2 separate regions of the Mus musculus genome follow, and region 2 is linked to region 1. The links are chromatin contacts, called in public HiChIP or PLAC-seq maps. All regions are on one chromosome and are shown on one strand. Each heading gives the region's core, a stretch centred on a gene start, on an enhancer-like site or on the middle of the called end of the contact. The rest is flanking DNA. Distances are from core to core; before and after follow the strand shown.

What was found. HiChIP or PLAC-seq counts read pairs in DNA pulled down with a chosen protein or histone mark.
Region 2: a contact with region 1 is called in an H3K4me3 HiChIP or PLAC-seq map of bone marrow-derived macrophages, with 4 times the contacts expected there. The contact joins the promoter of Nsd2 here to the promoter of Prr14l in region 1. A contact is called at or near these places in 2 of 39 promoter capture datasets (liver and pre-B cells) and 1 of 115 datasets of contacts at active chromatin or transcription factors (bone marrow-derived macrophages).

The regions. Positions count from the first base shown.
Region 1 is chr5:32,850,746-32,858,192 of GRCm38.p6, reverse strand. It overlaps Prr14l (proline rich 14-like), which reads left to right and starts at 3,963. Exons shown (of 11, transcript NM_194340.2): 1 at 3,963-4,100; 2 at 6,195-6,311.
Region 2 is chr5:33,839,213-33,846,659 of GRCm38.p6, reverse strand. It overlaps Nsd2 (nuclear receptor binding SET domain protein 2), which reads right to left and starts at 3,548. Exons shown (of 21, transcript NM_175231.2): 1 at 2,923-3,548; 2 at 393-555. The coding sequence starts at 3,519.

The sequences.
Region 1 (7,447 bases), core at 2,714-5,213:
AAGTGACCAGAGGACCCATCTATCTCTTCAATGGACCCACAACTACCCCTCTGACAAAGACACTCCTCAGCAGGAAAACAGTCCTGCCTTCCTCTATTACCTAGAGTTTAGAATGACAGTTTCCCGCTGAAAGACTACACCTCCCAGCTTCCCTTGCGGCCAGTCAAGGGAATTCGGGAGGGAACGTGTAAAACGGGTGGTGGTAATTTTATCCCATAAAAAGATCTCAGCTTTCTTTCTAGGGTATGCTCTCATCTTCCTGCATTGAGTGGGACATTCTCTTATCATGGGATGAGGGATTCTCCTGCATAGCTTGGGACATATGGACCATTCATCCATGTGGTTGAGATTGTGTCCCCATCCCCCCAACTTTGCGGTGTGTCTGCCAATAAACACAGTCTTGCCTAAAGTCAGACTTACCTCTCTTTCTTCTTTTCTGCCTCCATTAAGCCACCCTGAGAAATCTCTCTCTCTCTCTCTCTCTCTCTCTCTCTCTCTTTCTCGGGGGGGGGGCAGAGGGGCGGTGGTGGTGATAATAAATTTACCACAACGGAATACGGAATACCTCCTACTTGGAAGTGTCCAGTGTGCAGGTCTCTACCAACCCAAACCCTAAGATATTCCTAGGTTTCTGTGATCCTTTGGTTGTTGTTGATATTCAATTCTGATAATTGAATCCTGGGGGCCAGTGCTCTTCCCCGGAAATGGGGATTGAAAACTAAACCAGTACAGGCTAATCAAACTCTACCACTGAAAACAACCCCAGCTTTCTATGTCCCTCCAATAATCAGTGACAATAGCTATGGTTTTAATGCTACTTTAAAATTGTAATGTAAACCGGGCGTGGTGGCGCACGCCTTTAATCCCAGCACTCGGAGGCAGAGGCAGGCGGATTTCTGAGTTTGAGGCCAGCCTGGTCTACAAAGTGAGCTCCAGGACAGCCAGAGCTATACAGAGAAACCCTGTCTCAACCCCCCCACCCCCAAAAAAAATTGTAATGTAAAATAAGCTACCCTGCAGGGATGACAGTGAAGTGGGTAGCCTGAGAACCTGAGACTTTCATCACAGGAAGCCATGTGATGTGATGCATCTGTAGTCCCACCCCTACTACTAATTGTGGACCTTACCAAAGCTTAAGGGCTACTAGCTAGCCTGGGGAACCCTGGGATCCCAACCTTATCCAGGCCATTGATTATGCTAAACCTAGAGTGTCCCAATGTTCCTATTTGTTGGGACATCTTTCTCTTTAAGAAGAGTTTGGTGAATTACAGTTCCACTCTGTAACCAGACTGGCATTGAATTCATGACAATCCTTCTACCTCTGCTTCCCTCCAAGTTCTGGGCTTATAGGAGCAAACCACCATGCCCAGTGCACTTGCCTCTTCTCCATTTCTTTCTTTCTCTGACAGCTAAGGCTGGGGATGGGACCCAGGCCTCACACATACTGGGCAAACTCTCTGTCCCAATCAAACTTCAGCCCTGTTTTTGAGCTGTGTCATCCTACCAACCTCCTGCTTCATTCTGTAAGTATTTTATAACTAGAGATAGGGTTTCAGGTCATAACACTGCTGTGTTGTCTTCTTTTTTTTTTTTTAAGATTTATTTATTTATTATATGTAAGTACACTGTAGCTGTCTTCAGATGCACCACAAGAGGTCATCAGATCTCATTACTGGTAGTTGTGAGCCACCATGTGGTTGCTGAGACTTGAACTCAGGACCTTCGGGAGAACAGTCAGTGCTCTTTTTTTTTTTCCGGGGGGGGGGGAGGGTTTCGAGACGGTTTCTCTGTGCATCCCTGGCTCTCCTGGAACTCACTTTGTAGACCAGGCTGATCTCCAACTCAGAAATCTGCCTGTCTCTGCCTCCCGAGTGCTGGGATTAACAGTGTACACCACTACACCTGGTTCAGTCAGTGCTCTTAACCGCTGACCCATCTCTCCAACCCTGCTGTGTGTCTTCTAATCATGAAGACCACTGAATCATTAATGCCTCTAGTTAATCACAGAACCTTTTTTTGTTTGTTTGTTTGGTTTTTTGGTTTTTTTCGAGGCAGGGTATCTCTGTATAGCCCTGGCTGTCCTGGAACTCACTTTGTAGATCAGGCTGCCTCCAACTCAGAAATCTGCCTGCCTCTGCCATCTGAGTGCTGGGATTAAAGGTGTGCGCCACCAAGTCTGGCATCACAGAACCTTTTTTAGTTTTTCCCCAGCTTTAACTAAACAAGCTATAGGTTTCCAGTATTTTCCAAAAAATATATAAAAATATATTTGTTTTGTTTTATTTTGAAAGCAAAAGCATTGTAAAACAGTAGAGGATTTGGGAATGGGCCAAGGGGTCTCCCATTGCATGATAAGCAAAAGTTCCCATGGTGGTATATATAATCCCATCACTGGAAGAGTTTGCGGCCAGTCTGAGTGAGAGATTGTTAAAAAAAAAAAAAAGTGTGGGGGGGGTATGTTTTAAAGAAAAAAGCCAGGTGGTAGGGCACATATTTCTTTTTTTTTTTTAAAGATTTATTTTATTATTATATGTTAGTACACTGTAGCTGTCTTCAGACACACCAGAAGAGGGAGTCAGATCCTGTCACGGATGGTTGTGAGCCACCATGTGGTTGCTGGGATTTGAACTCTGGACCTTTGGAAGAGCAGTCGGGTGCTCTTACCCACTGAGCCATCTCACCAGCCCTAGGGCACATATTTCTAATCCCAGCACTTGGGAGGCAGAGGCAGGCAGATCTCTTGAGTGTGAGACCAGCCTCATCTACAGAGCAAGTTTCAGTACAGCCAGGGCTACAAAGAGAAACTATCTTCAAAACTAAAAATAACCAAACAAAAAGTTGATAGATTTTAAGAGGCTACTTAAAAAAAAAAAAGAAAAAAAAAAGAAAAAAGATGGCGAGCCACATCTAAATAGTGAGTTCCAAGTCAGCCTGGACTACATAGGGAGAACCCTATTGCAATATTTCCTATCGAGAGAGAGAGAGAGAGAGAGAGAGAGAGAGAGAGGAGATAAAAGGATAAAAATAAAAATTTAGTAAGATGAATAATACTTTCATGTGACTTAAGAAAACGAATAAGCCAAGCATGGTCGCACATGCCTATTTTCCCTTTATCCAAAAGGTCAAGGCAGGAAGGTCAAGAGTTGAGGCTAGACTGGCACACATAGCAAGTTTCAGACTTGCCTGAGCTAAAAAGTAAGATCCTGACTCAAATCAAATCCTATGTAAACCAGGCTGTCTTCTGCCTTTTTGGGGTTAAAGGAGCGTGCAGCCAAGCCTTGGTTTCCTCTGCAGATCCTAATCAAAGAAAAGGTAATTTCAATTTTCTTTGTAGACCAGGCTGGCCTTGAACTCAAAAATCCGCCTGCCTTTGCCTCCCAAGTGCTGGGATTAAAGGAATGCCAGGTCCATTGTAATTTCTTCCAGACACTTCTTTAGGTGCTATGAATATAGAGTCCTAAAGAAAACAGACAAGGATGGAAAGAAACAGGCAACACAGATAAAATGAGGTACCTTCAATGCTAGAGAGGCAATGAAACAAAATCAAAGTGTAATCAAATACTTTCCTGGGTTATCTTTTGAATTTCAGTGTGATTAGAAGCAATAGGAGGATGGTGTGACCTAAACCTTTGATTATAGTTATTAGAAGGTCCCACAATCTGCCAGGATGGAAGCAGACAGGGCCCTAGAGTGGCATCTGTCCACCTCAGAGATATGGACCATAGCACTGGTAACAGTCTGAGACAGGAACTGGGTAGAACGATGTGTTTCTCTTTAAGAGTCAACGCGGTGGGGGCGGGGCTGAGCGTGTCTGGAGCTAGCGGAGGGTGGAGGTACCAGCCGGGAAGAGCCGCCCTCCGGATTGCGCGCGCGCCGTGCGGGGGCGGGATCGAGACCCGTCCGCATGGCTGGCTTTGGCCCCGGATGAGGAAGTGCGGTAGGTGGGGGGGGAGGGCACTGTGGAAGCGGTGGAAGCTGGAGCGCCCTCGGGCCTCGGCTCCCGAAGATCTGGTAGAGTTGGCGGCGGCGGGGACAGCAGGGACGGAGGCAGCCGACGCCAAAGTGGAGGGATGAGCACGAGCCGTGGAGGAGGCCACAGGGTAAGAGGCCTGGGCAGTCCCACGACCGCCTGGGGGTCCTCCGCCGGACGGTGCTGACTAAAGGGGGTCCGGGCCCCCAGCCTTTCAGGGAGCCGAAGGGCACCGAAGCAGTGCTGTTAGTGACAAACACCCACAGACATCCAGGAGATCAGGCTCTACGTCCCTGGGAGAAAACAGCTTCTCGGAGTCCTGGTTCCAGGGGAAGGAGGCTCCCATTCAACCTTCATCTGCAGGGGACCCCCAACTTCTCTCTCCTTGGAGAGGACGACGCCCCTTGTTGGTATACGCCTTTCCTCGGCTCTGGTCGATTTGTCAGCGAAGGGAGACCCGTTTATGGTGCCAAGGGGAATTCTTTATTCAAAAGAGCGACCCCCACTTTGGTCAGCGTCTTCCAAGTGAAGGAGGTTCTCAACTTTCCCAAAAGTGACAGAGGTATCCTATCTGCAAGAAACAGATCTCTCGATCCTTTATTTTTCACTTTCACCCCAAGATAGAGGGAGGCCCTGAATTTATGATATCGTAAGTCAGCTTTTCTCCCCTTCCCCCAGTCATGTCCACCAAGGGAGCTTTGGTTTTTGTGTTTTTATTAAGTCTCTTAGTATTGATTGAGCTGCTGCTCCTCTTTTGGAGTGTGATATTTGCAAGTTTGTATCTCCCACTTAACATCCTCATGACCTTGCCTCATCCCCTGTCAGTTGCAGCCCATCCTTAACCTGGGTACTTTTTTTTCTCTGAATTGTCATGAGGGCTCAAGGGAACTTTTGTGGAAAATGCTTGGTGCACAGTGAACGTTTGGTCAGTTGTTAGTATTGATATATTAAGAAAGAAAAGTCATGTCCTCAGAGAAACTGTTATTGGCATGAATGTATCCTCCATCACAAATTGCAACCCTCTTTCCACCAGAAAGGCTTTCCCTGCTCCTAAGATACAGTATTCTTCCTCTCACTTTGGATCTTGCTGTACTCTACTCCCTAAGTTAACAGAGAGCCTTGGTGAAAATCAGGGAAAGAAATAGTAAGTTTTGGAAACATGTTAGCACTTTACCTGTTTATTATTTTGATTTGAGGGATTTTTTTTTTATAGCTCGGGCTCAAACTAGGTAGGTAGTCAAGGCTAGCCTCTAGTCCCCCCAATAATCTTTTTTTTTTTTTTTTTTTTTGAGACAGGGTTTCTCTGTAGCCCTGGCTGTCCTGGAACTCACTTTGTAGACCAGGCTGGCCTGGAACTCAGAAATCCGCCTGCCTCTGCCCCAATCTTTTCTCACTTTATAGGACACTCCTAGTTCAGGCATGCACCACCATGTGCCACTTTATGTTTTGTTTTGAGACAAGCTCTCATGTAGGCTGTGCTGGCTTCAGATTTGCTATGTAGCCAAGCCTCTGATCTTCCTGCCTCCATCTCTTCATTAAGAGTCTTAAGAGGGAAGGAAACGTGGTGCCAGAAGCCAGACGTTCTTTGTCCACCAAATCTGTCTAGATCTCCTCTCTCTTCAGTTGCTTTTGTTGGCAAAAAAAAAAAAACAAAACAAAAAAAAAAAAACAAAAAAACAAACCTTCCCCTTATCTACACATCCTCTTCAGCCTCCAGCTCTCCAAAGTAAAAGACTGTCCTTTTCCAGTATGTAAAGCGTTGTAGATGGCTTCCTACCCCTCCCCCTTGGATAAATACATGAACGTCTTTCATATGTGGTGTCTTTTGTCAGTAGACGTCAAGAGCGTTTTCAGTTTAAGCCTCTGTTGAGAGATGGATTGCTTTTTCTGCATGTTAATAAAAAGGGAAAGGAAAACAGCCTTGATGCCTTAAGAGATTCCCTGCACACACACTTCCCATCTAAGAGCTGGGTCCCGTGTGATGATATTCTTCCTGGTCTTGCTTTCAGTTTGTGTTGAGATCTTGATTAGTGGTTTGTTTTTCCTTTGAGACAGGATCTAGCTATGTAGCCCTAGCTGGCCTAACACTCACTGTGTATCTCAGTCTGTCCTCCACAGCCTTCTCGCGTTGGCCTCTTCCTGAGTGTTAGAACCACTGGTGTGAGCCACCACTCCTGGTCTAGGGAGGGCCTAGTAAAAGATTCTTCTTTTTCTGTCCCTCAAGAGGAGGCCTCTTCTCCAAATTCCCTCATGGAAGAATTGGATACAGTGTCTGAATGTCCCTTATGGAGGGGCTGGCTGCAGGATCTGAATCTTTGGAAAAGAAAGCCCTTTTCTCAAGGTGAGAGGAGTGCTGTGAACTCAGGGCGTGATCATTCTTGTGAGTCTTGTTTCTTGACACAAGCATGGCAGTGCTCACTGTTGTTAACAGGGTCTGTACATTCCAGTTCAAGAGGAGGGATTATTGGGGCATGGAGTTTTTCTGATCTGCTTTCTTTGTTTGTTTTTCCCTTTTTTCTTTTTTCTTCTTGCTTTACTGCTATCAAGTTTTGCTTCCAAAACTATTGTTTTGCGGAAACGCTGAATGATGAGACATGTTGGCATTGTGGATTTGGGGCAGCGTGGTAAAATACATTCATTCTAATGACGTGGGGGGTTGTGACGGTCCACCTTTACTGGCTTTAGTCAGGTTTTTGATTTTTTGGTAGGGTAGGAGTTCAATTACCCAAAGACACGCTGAAGAAAACCTTTGTGTCTATAGTATTCCTAAATTGCCGTAAGTGCCCCTGAGCACCTATTAAAGGAAGGCATTAGCTTGAGTTAGCTTGAGCCCTGTACCCTGGTTGACACCTGTCTGTTCTATATACTGAAGCAGAAAGGAAAAGAGGGAGGTTGTCCTTTCCATCCTGGGGTTTTCTCAGGATTACTTTAGCTTGGTCATTTTGCATGAAAAGAATAGGCCCAGGAAAGTTCATTTAAACTGAAGACTTTGAGATCCTGTAGCTAGTGAATGGAGTCAGAGTAGGGAGGGACACTGGCTCTTGCCTTGGACACCAGAAGGTTGAATAACTCCCTACAGAGCTTTGCATTTGACACAGGTGGGAGGTCAGTTTAGTCTCAGCTCAAAAATATTCTCTCTTCCTCCTCCTTTTCTTCACCCTCCCTTTTGTTTTGTTTTGTTTTATTTTAAACAAACTTGGTTTGTTTTGAGACAGGGTCTCCCTGTATAACCTGTTATTAGACTGTGTAGCCCCAACTGGTCTAGAAATTTGTGTTTCCCTGGTATAGGGGTGGCAGGCTTGTTTTATGAACATCATCTTTTAGTAGAATAATTTTACTTCATATTTTGTACAAATGTCACTTATTTTATAACGTCTAAAATAAATCCATTTCCAAAATAATATAATACATATTTATACACATGGCAAGAGTAATTTAAGATTGATTTTTAAATTTTATTTTTTTGTTTTTTTGAGA
Region 2 (7,447 bases), core at 2,299-4,798, 990 kb before region 1:
CAGAGGACCCAGGTTCAGTTCTTAGTACCCACATGGTAGCTTACAACCATATGTAATTCCAGTTTAAAAGGATACAATTCCACCTCTTCTGACCTCCACAGGCACTAGGTATGCATGTGGTTGATGTACATGCATGCAGGAAAAACACACATAAAACATAAATAAATCTAAAAAACTATTCTTAAAAGTTATTCACCTGTTAGTACCAGCCCAATCAGATAAACCCTGTATTTCGGAAATGGATATGTCATATCTGAACCAATCACACACCTTAAGCAAAGCTGTAAAAGTAGCTAGTAAGACCACTTAGCAAAGCATGGGAAAGAAACAAACAAATTAGAAAGGTTTGGTGCAGAAGAGGAAGATTGAAAAAAAGAGTCCAAATTTAGTACCTTTAAGTTTGGTATGATTGTGAAGGAGTGGGTCAGCAGAAACCATGCAAGGCCACCAAGGGTAACCTGACACTTTGGACCACACCAAATCACCAACGTTGTATTTTAACAAGAGGTCTCTGTCTCTGCCAGTATTTGGACAGGACTCCTTCTTAACTGGAATCTATAAGTGAACAACAAAAGATAAATATTAACATTCAGTAATTACCCTTAAATTCAATCTTCTATCTATAAAAGAACAAGTATTAATCAGAAATTTAAAATAAAAAGTCTAAGGGTTCAAAACGTAGGAGAGGACTGGGGTATAATTCACTGGAAGAGCACTTGTCTTCATGTTTAAGGGCCTGATCTTCAGAGAATGTTTCCCTTTCGTATTTTAGATTTCACCTTCAATATCAATCGCTTCTCACAATTGCTTCTCTCATTCTCACCTAAAGCATTATCATAAGTCCTGACAAATAACAAGTTCTCAATATTACTAAGTTGGTGCTTTATTCACAGAACCCTCAAAACATTTTGCCCCCTACCCTGGCCACATACATTATCTGATAGTCTTTGAGAACATACACCTCAGTCAACATATTGACCTCCTATGCATAAGCAGAGGCCCTAGCCCTACCATTAGTGTAGAAACAAGTGTTTGCACCTATGCGTGAGCATGTGCTGTAAGTGCTCAAAGCTCTCTTAAGCTCAGTTTCTCCATCTCTGAAACATGGACAAATTGAACATCCTCTCTTAGGGCAATTCCTCCTCTTGTTGCATAATTACCCACAAATCTCACTGGGTGCCACAGATTTGTAAGCACAGCAGTGTTGACTACTAAGATTCATATTATACTTTCAAGAGATGTTAGCTCAAATGGCTGCACAGCATTTCAGTATTCCTTCACTGTGTTCAGTAGAGAGCAATTTTAATCAAATCAAGTGGCAAATGGTATTGTAGCGGTGGACCTGCCTCTACACTACCAAATACATACATACTGTGCTCCTAGAGTGAACAGATCTACAGCGGGACTACCACTAGATTGGGTATCTCTACCGCTACACTAATGAGGAAGAAGTCCAGTCTGTGATAATCATGATCAGGCTTCTCCAAAAAACTCTGAAAGCATTAAGGTTCACTACATCTACAGACATGCCCACAAACCTCTAAATCAGCCCAGGTGATTATGCTGGTCTTTTAAAATATTTACCTTTGGGCAGCTATGGTGGTGCAAACTTTTAATCCCAAATCCTAGCATTTATGAAGCAGAGACAGGCAGATATCTATGAGTTCCAAGTCAGGGCCACATAGTGAAACCATATCCCACTCCCCATCAAAAAAGGAAAAACAAAGATTTACCTTTGGAATTCCATTAGCAAGAATGAAATAGCTCCTCAAAACCACTACTTTTAAACCCTAAAAGTACTTCATGGTTTTAAGGATTTCAAGGAAATTCCAACTGTTCTTTGTAGTAATTCTAAACAAAATCTCACAACTACAATATTAAACCAAATACTCCAACTTTCACAATGCCAACAATCCTTTGAATTTCAACTTACCTGTCTTGAGTTTTCTCAGTAAACCTCCAGCTGCAGCTAAAGATCACAACACCTAGTACTCAGAATGAGCCAGCAGGGGTCTGCCTGGCGCCCTATTTCCTTCCAGCAAGAGCAAGGTCACTTAGCTGTTTTACATGATCTATACTCACTAAAATGTAAGGATCATCCTGCATGTCACTTTTATGACACTGATGACATAAACTATCTAACAGAATGATAACCTAAAGTGAGGGCTTTTCTTTCTCAGCCTTTGATGAATGAATCAGCACATGCCTGCTTATATACAAAGCGCTAGGCTTACACTAAAACCCCAAAACAGGAAGGTGTGTGACATAGTCTGACTGTCCAGGAGGCTAAAAAGACCACTGAGTAGACAGTGGCACATGTAGAAAGCATGACAGCAGTGCTTCTCCATAGCATAGCTCTGTTCCATTATTCACTAGATGGCACAGACTTAGTTAGTAATATTAGTTTACTTTAATATTGTAGTTGTGAAATTAATATATCTCCACTGAGCAGTTAGCCTAAAAATACCTGAGAGATGGAACCCATAAAAACAGTAGACCTAATAAGGTCATGAAAACTGACAGACCTACATTCAGAAATTATTATTCTTGTTGTTTTTAGACAGTCTTATTGGCAACCCTGACTGGCTTTGTACTCAGAGGTCTGCCTACCTCTGTCTCTTGAGTGCTGGGATCAAAGCCTTCTTAGCCACTTTAATCCTGAATGGTTAACCTCACTAGCCTTCTCAAGTGGCACAACTTGTGGCTGTGGTACTTAATGTCCAGATATTTGGAAGCCCAACAACCAACCAGGAGCCAAGCCTTAATCAGTATCACCTGCACAGGACCAAGGCAAGACGGCAACTGCCACCATCAGGGTTGTTTCCCATCCCTTCCACCTACTGTCAAACATTTATGTATTCTACATAGGTCTCATGCACACCATTAATTGTCATATAATCCAACAGAATCCTTCACAAATACCTTTTTATCTGCAGGACTTGAGATCTTGGACACTAAAGCTGCTTCCACAAGGCCCTGCTCCAGTAAAGAGTCATATTTTATGCTCCTCTTCCTGTTCCTCCTAGTCTTATTATCAGATTTTTGTTCGTTTTCTTCTGACTGAGACACATCAGCAGCACCGTCACCACAAATTGAAGATTCAAAGAGAGGTTTCCCATTCATGTATGTTTTGGTGATTTTCAGTTTAATTTCTGGAGAGCCATTTTTGATAGGTGTAGTATTGGGTGGTGTCCCAATTCCTTTTACTTCCTGGGCCTCAAAACACAATTTAGTATCATGAGCACCAGGTTCTCCATTAAAAACACAAGAAGTAAGATCTTTCAACTTCTCTGCTGGAAGAAAGGGGAGCGCATCATGGCCATTAAATTTCTGCATGACCCCCTCCTGTAGGCTGTTAGAAAGTTGAGCTTTGCTGAGGAATACAGAACATTCATGATTCACTTCACAGTTCTGAGTCTTTCCATTTGCACTGCCAAGGATTTCTGGTGTCTGCTTCATCTTCATGCACTTTACAACTTTCTGAACAGAAAGAGGACTTTTTCTGATGCTAAATTCCATCCAGCCTAGATCCTTTGGTTCTTAGAACACTACAGCATTAAAAAATAAATAAAAATAAAAAATAAATAAAAGGAAGAAAAAAGGCAACATATTACATTTTATACCTAGTATAGGTATGTCAGTATCTCTAGTTCTGAAGATGTTGAGTTTTATTCAGTGTTGTCTTTTGAGACAATTTACAATGTTTTATACAATAATTTAGTCTGTACAAAGTAATTTTAATATCACAAAATAATACAGCTGAAAAGACAAGGAATCATTTGTAAAAGGGAAAGTAGTCGGGACAGGTATATCACCACCAACCAACATGGCAGGATGCCTGACTTAAGAGTTTAACCTGTGGGCTAAAGTGGCGGCTCAGTGCTAAGAACACTTACCGTGTTTTGCAGAGGACCCAGTTTCAGTTCCCTGCAACTAAACGGTGGCTCACAACCACCTGCAACTCAAGTTGTAAGAGTCTAACACTCCCCCATCTGGCCTCCACAGACACTAGGCACACTTGTGGTGTATAAATACACAGGCAAAATACCCATACACATTTTTAAAAATTAAAATAATTAAAAATTATGACAGAGAAGCAGTTATTATTAAAAAGTCTATATGTTGCCATACCAAATTAAGGTAGGAAGTCACCTGTCTGGGGCCTTTCTGGGCCAGAGTAAATTCAAAACACTCCCAGATAACTTAGTGACAGTCTAACTCAAAGAAAAAAAGTACAGTGAGTTAGGGATGTGTTCAGTAGTAGGCTGATGGCATATATACACCAGCCCTGGTTCGATCCCAAGTATTAGGGGAAATGAAAGGGAGTAGGAAATCTATAACTAAGAAATGCTGTCTAAAAGTAAAAATGTCAATGGGTAGTCTTTTTTAAATATATGATTTATGTGCACCTGTGTGTGTGTGGGGGGGGGTGTGCGCGCGCACGCGTGCGCATGTAGGAGTGTCCAGCACCCATGAAGATCAGAAAAGGGCACTGGATCTCACAGAATTGAAATTAACGATCGTTGTGAATGTTAAATCGCAACCAAGGTACTCTGCAAGAGGAGCAAGTCCTTAACCACTGAGCAATCTCTCCAACCCCTTAAGAGACTGTCTTAATGGCACACCAGAAGCCAGCTGTGGCGGTGCATGCCTTTAGTCTCAGCATTTAGGAGTCAGAGGCAGGATGATCTCTCTGAGTTCAAGGCCAGCCTGGTCTACAGATATTCTCATTTTTTTATAATATTTTATTATATTACTCATGTATATGTCTGTGTGTGTGTTGTGTATTTGCAGAGGTCAGAAGGTGTCATATCCCCTGGAACTCAAACAAACTCCGGTACTCTAGACAAACAATGCTCACCATTAACCACTGAGCAATCTCCCCAGTCGATGGAGATTCAAGGTCTGTCTGAACTACAAAGAGAGACCCTCTCTCAAAAACAAATTTAAGGCACATTTGAGAAGAGTCAAAAAAATTGAAACTAGATTTAAAATATTCCAACTTTTAAAACAGGGGAAAATTTTGAGGTGAGAATATAGTTTCACCATGCTGAGGAACAAAATGAAGTCTGTATTCCCACCCAGAACGTAAAGAGAGGATGAAGAAGGAAAAAAAAAAAAAAACTTGGGGGGAGGGGATTTCCCAATTTAGTGAAACAAACTAACAGTCAGTTTAGCAAATCCCAAGCATGACAAAAATACAAGGAACTCATACCAAAAATCTAAAAATAAACACATAAGTAAATAAATGTCACTTATCAGACTCAAGTCCAGACTACATTAAGTTCAAGGCCATCCTAAGTTACACAGAGAGTGCCTTTTAAACAATAAGAGCTTAGGCTGGAGAGATGGCTCAGTAGGTATGAATATTATTGGGGGCCAGAGACAGCTCAGCTGTTAAGAGCACTAGCTACTCTTCCAGAGGACCCAGGTTCAATTCCCAGCACCCACACACTGGTTCACAACCACCTGGAAATCCAGTTCCTAGGGATCCTACACGCTCTCTTCTAACCTCTGTTAAAACAGGCACACATGTGCTACAAAACATACACGGAGGCAAAACACACATACACAGAAAGTAAAACAAATCTTTTTCAAAATTAAAAAAAAAAATGTGTGCTGTTCTTCCAGAGGACCCAAAACTCAGTTCCTAACACACACACTGAGCAGTTCACAATTTATAATTACAGCTCCAGAAAGATCTGATTTGGGAAGATCTGATATCTCTAGCCTCTAGGGGAACCTGCATTCACATGCACCAACCCAAACACATAGTAAATGTAAAATATCTTTTAAAAAAATAATAAATAGATAAATCAAAGGTTGGCGGATATAGCTCACTAGTAGGGTATTTGTCTAACATGTACAAGGTTCTAGATTCAATCTACAGCAACAAAACTTTAAAGTATCCATTTAAATACAGAAAAGTAATACAGATTGTGACTTAGCAGAAACCAATGCCTGGAGCTGAAGAGATGGTTCAGAGGTTAAATGCAAGTGCACTGACTGACTGTTCTTCCAGAGGACCCAGGGTTCAATTGCCAGCACCCACATGGAGGCTCACAATCTTCTTACTCCAGTTCCAGAGTACCTAACATCTCCACTAAGCTTCTTAGGTACCAGGCAAGCACATGCAAACAAAACATAATTTTTATTTGTTTTGTCTTGAGACAGGGTTTCTCTGTGTAGCCCTGACTACCCTGAAATTCTCTCTCTGTAGACCAGGTTGAACTAAAACTCAAAGGGCTTGCTTGCTCCTGATTAATCCTGGCAGGGCTCTGCTGGGATTAAAAGCATGTACCAGCACCACCTGGCAATTTTATTTTTTAATTTAAAAAAAAAGACAAAAGAAAAAGAAAAGAAACAAAGACCAGATTCAGTGTATTGAAAGAAAAACAAACTCAACTTTTCATATAGAAAAAATATCCTCCAAGAATAACAGCCAAATACATTGAGAAATACAAACTAAAAGTTGTTACCAGCAGACATGTAAGAAATGCTTTAAAGGAAGCCAGGTAGGCTGGAGAAATAGCCCAGCCAGTAATAGCACTCTACAACTTGTCCTCTGACCTTGACATAGACCTATAGCTACATCGAAAATACAGAAACAGGGACAATAAATTTTTTTTCTAAAGTTCAAGTTGACAACAAGGGGTAGTAATAATAGTACAGGCCTTTAATCCTGATCCTGGCACTTAGGAGGAGGAAACAGGCAGATTTATGTAACTTCAATGTCAGCCTGGTCTACACAATGAGATTCTGACAGAAATAATTCATTAAAAGTAAAACAATATAAATATGCTTATTCCCACAATCCCTCCCCGCTCCCAACAGGAGCTTCCTACTTAGCCCTGGCCTTTAACTAACTATGTAGGCCAAGCTGACTCTGAAGTCAGAAATCCCACCTAGCTTTTTAAAATTTGGTTGTTTTGTTTTTTTACACTGCCAGGAATTGAAACCAGGACTCCATATATACTAGGTAAATAATGTTCTACCACTGAGCTACACCCCCAGGCCAATATGTACACATTAAATAGTCAAAATGGCAAATTTTATACATACATCTCTATGGGAAGTAAACAAAGGAAGACTGCTTTCAAGGAGCTTAAATCTTAAAGAGAATTTTTGTTAGGAAGCCAAGAAGGAATGGGAGAAAGGCAATTTTCAAAGGGATGGCCAACAAAGGAAAGTTGGCATTCAGGTTAAGAGCTTCCTATGCTCAGAGAAAATTAAACAGGACTCCAGATCAACACTGAAACTTCAGAGCATGAAAAATAAGAAAATCTTTATTACTAGCAACCCAAAAGAATAAGTTAGGATGGAATTACTAAATTATTACTGAAAGTTCAGTGAAAGAACTCTTACCTAGCATGTCTAAGACCCTATGTTCCACAAATCTCTAAGACCAATTTTGAAAGGAGAAAAATGAATTGCTGGAGATTGTAAA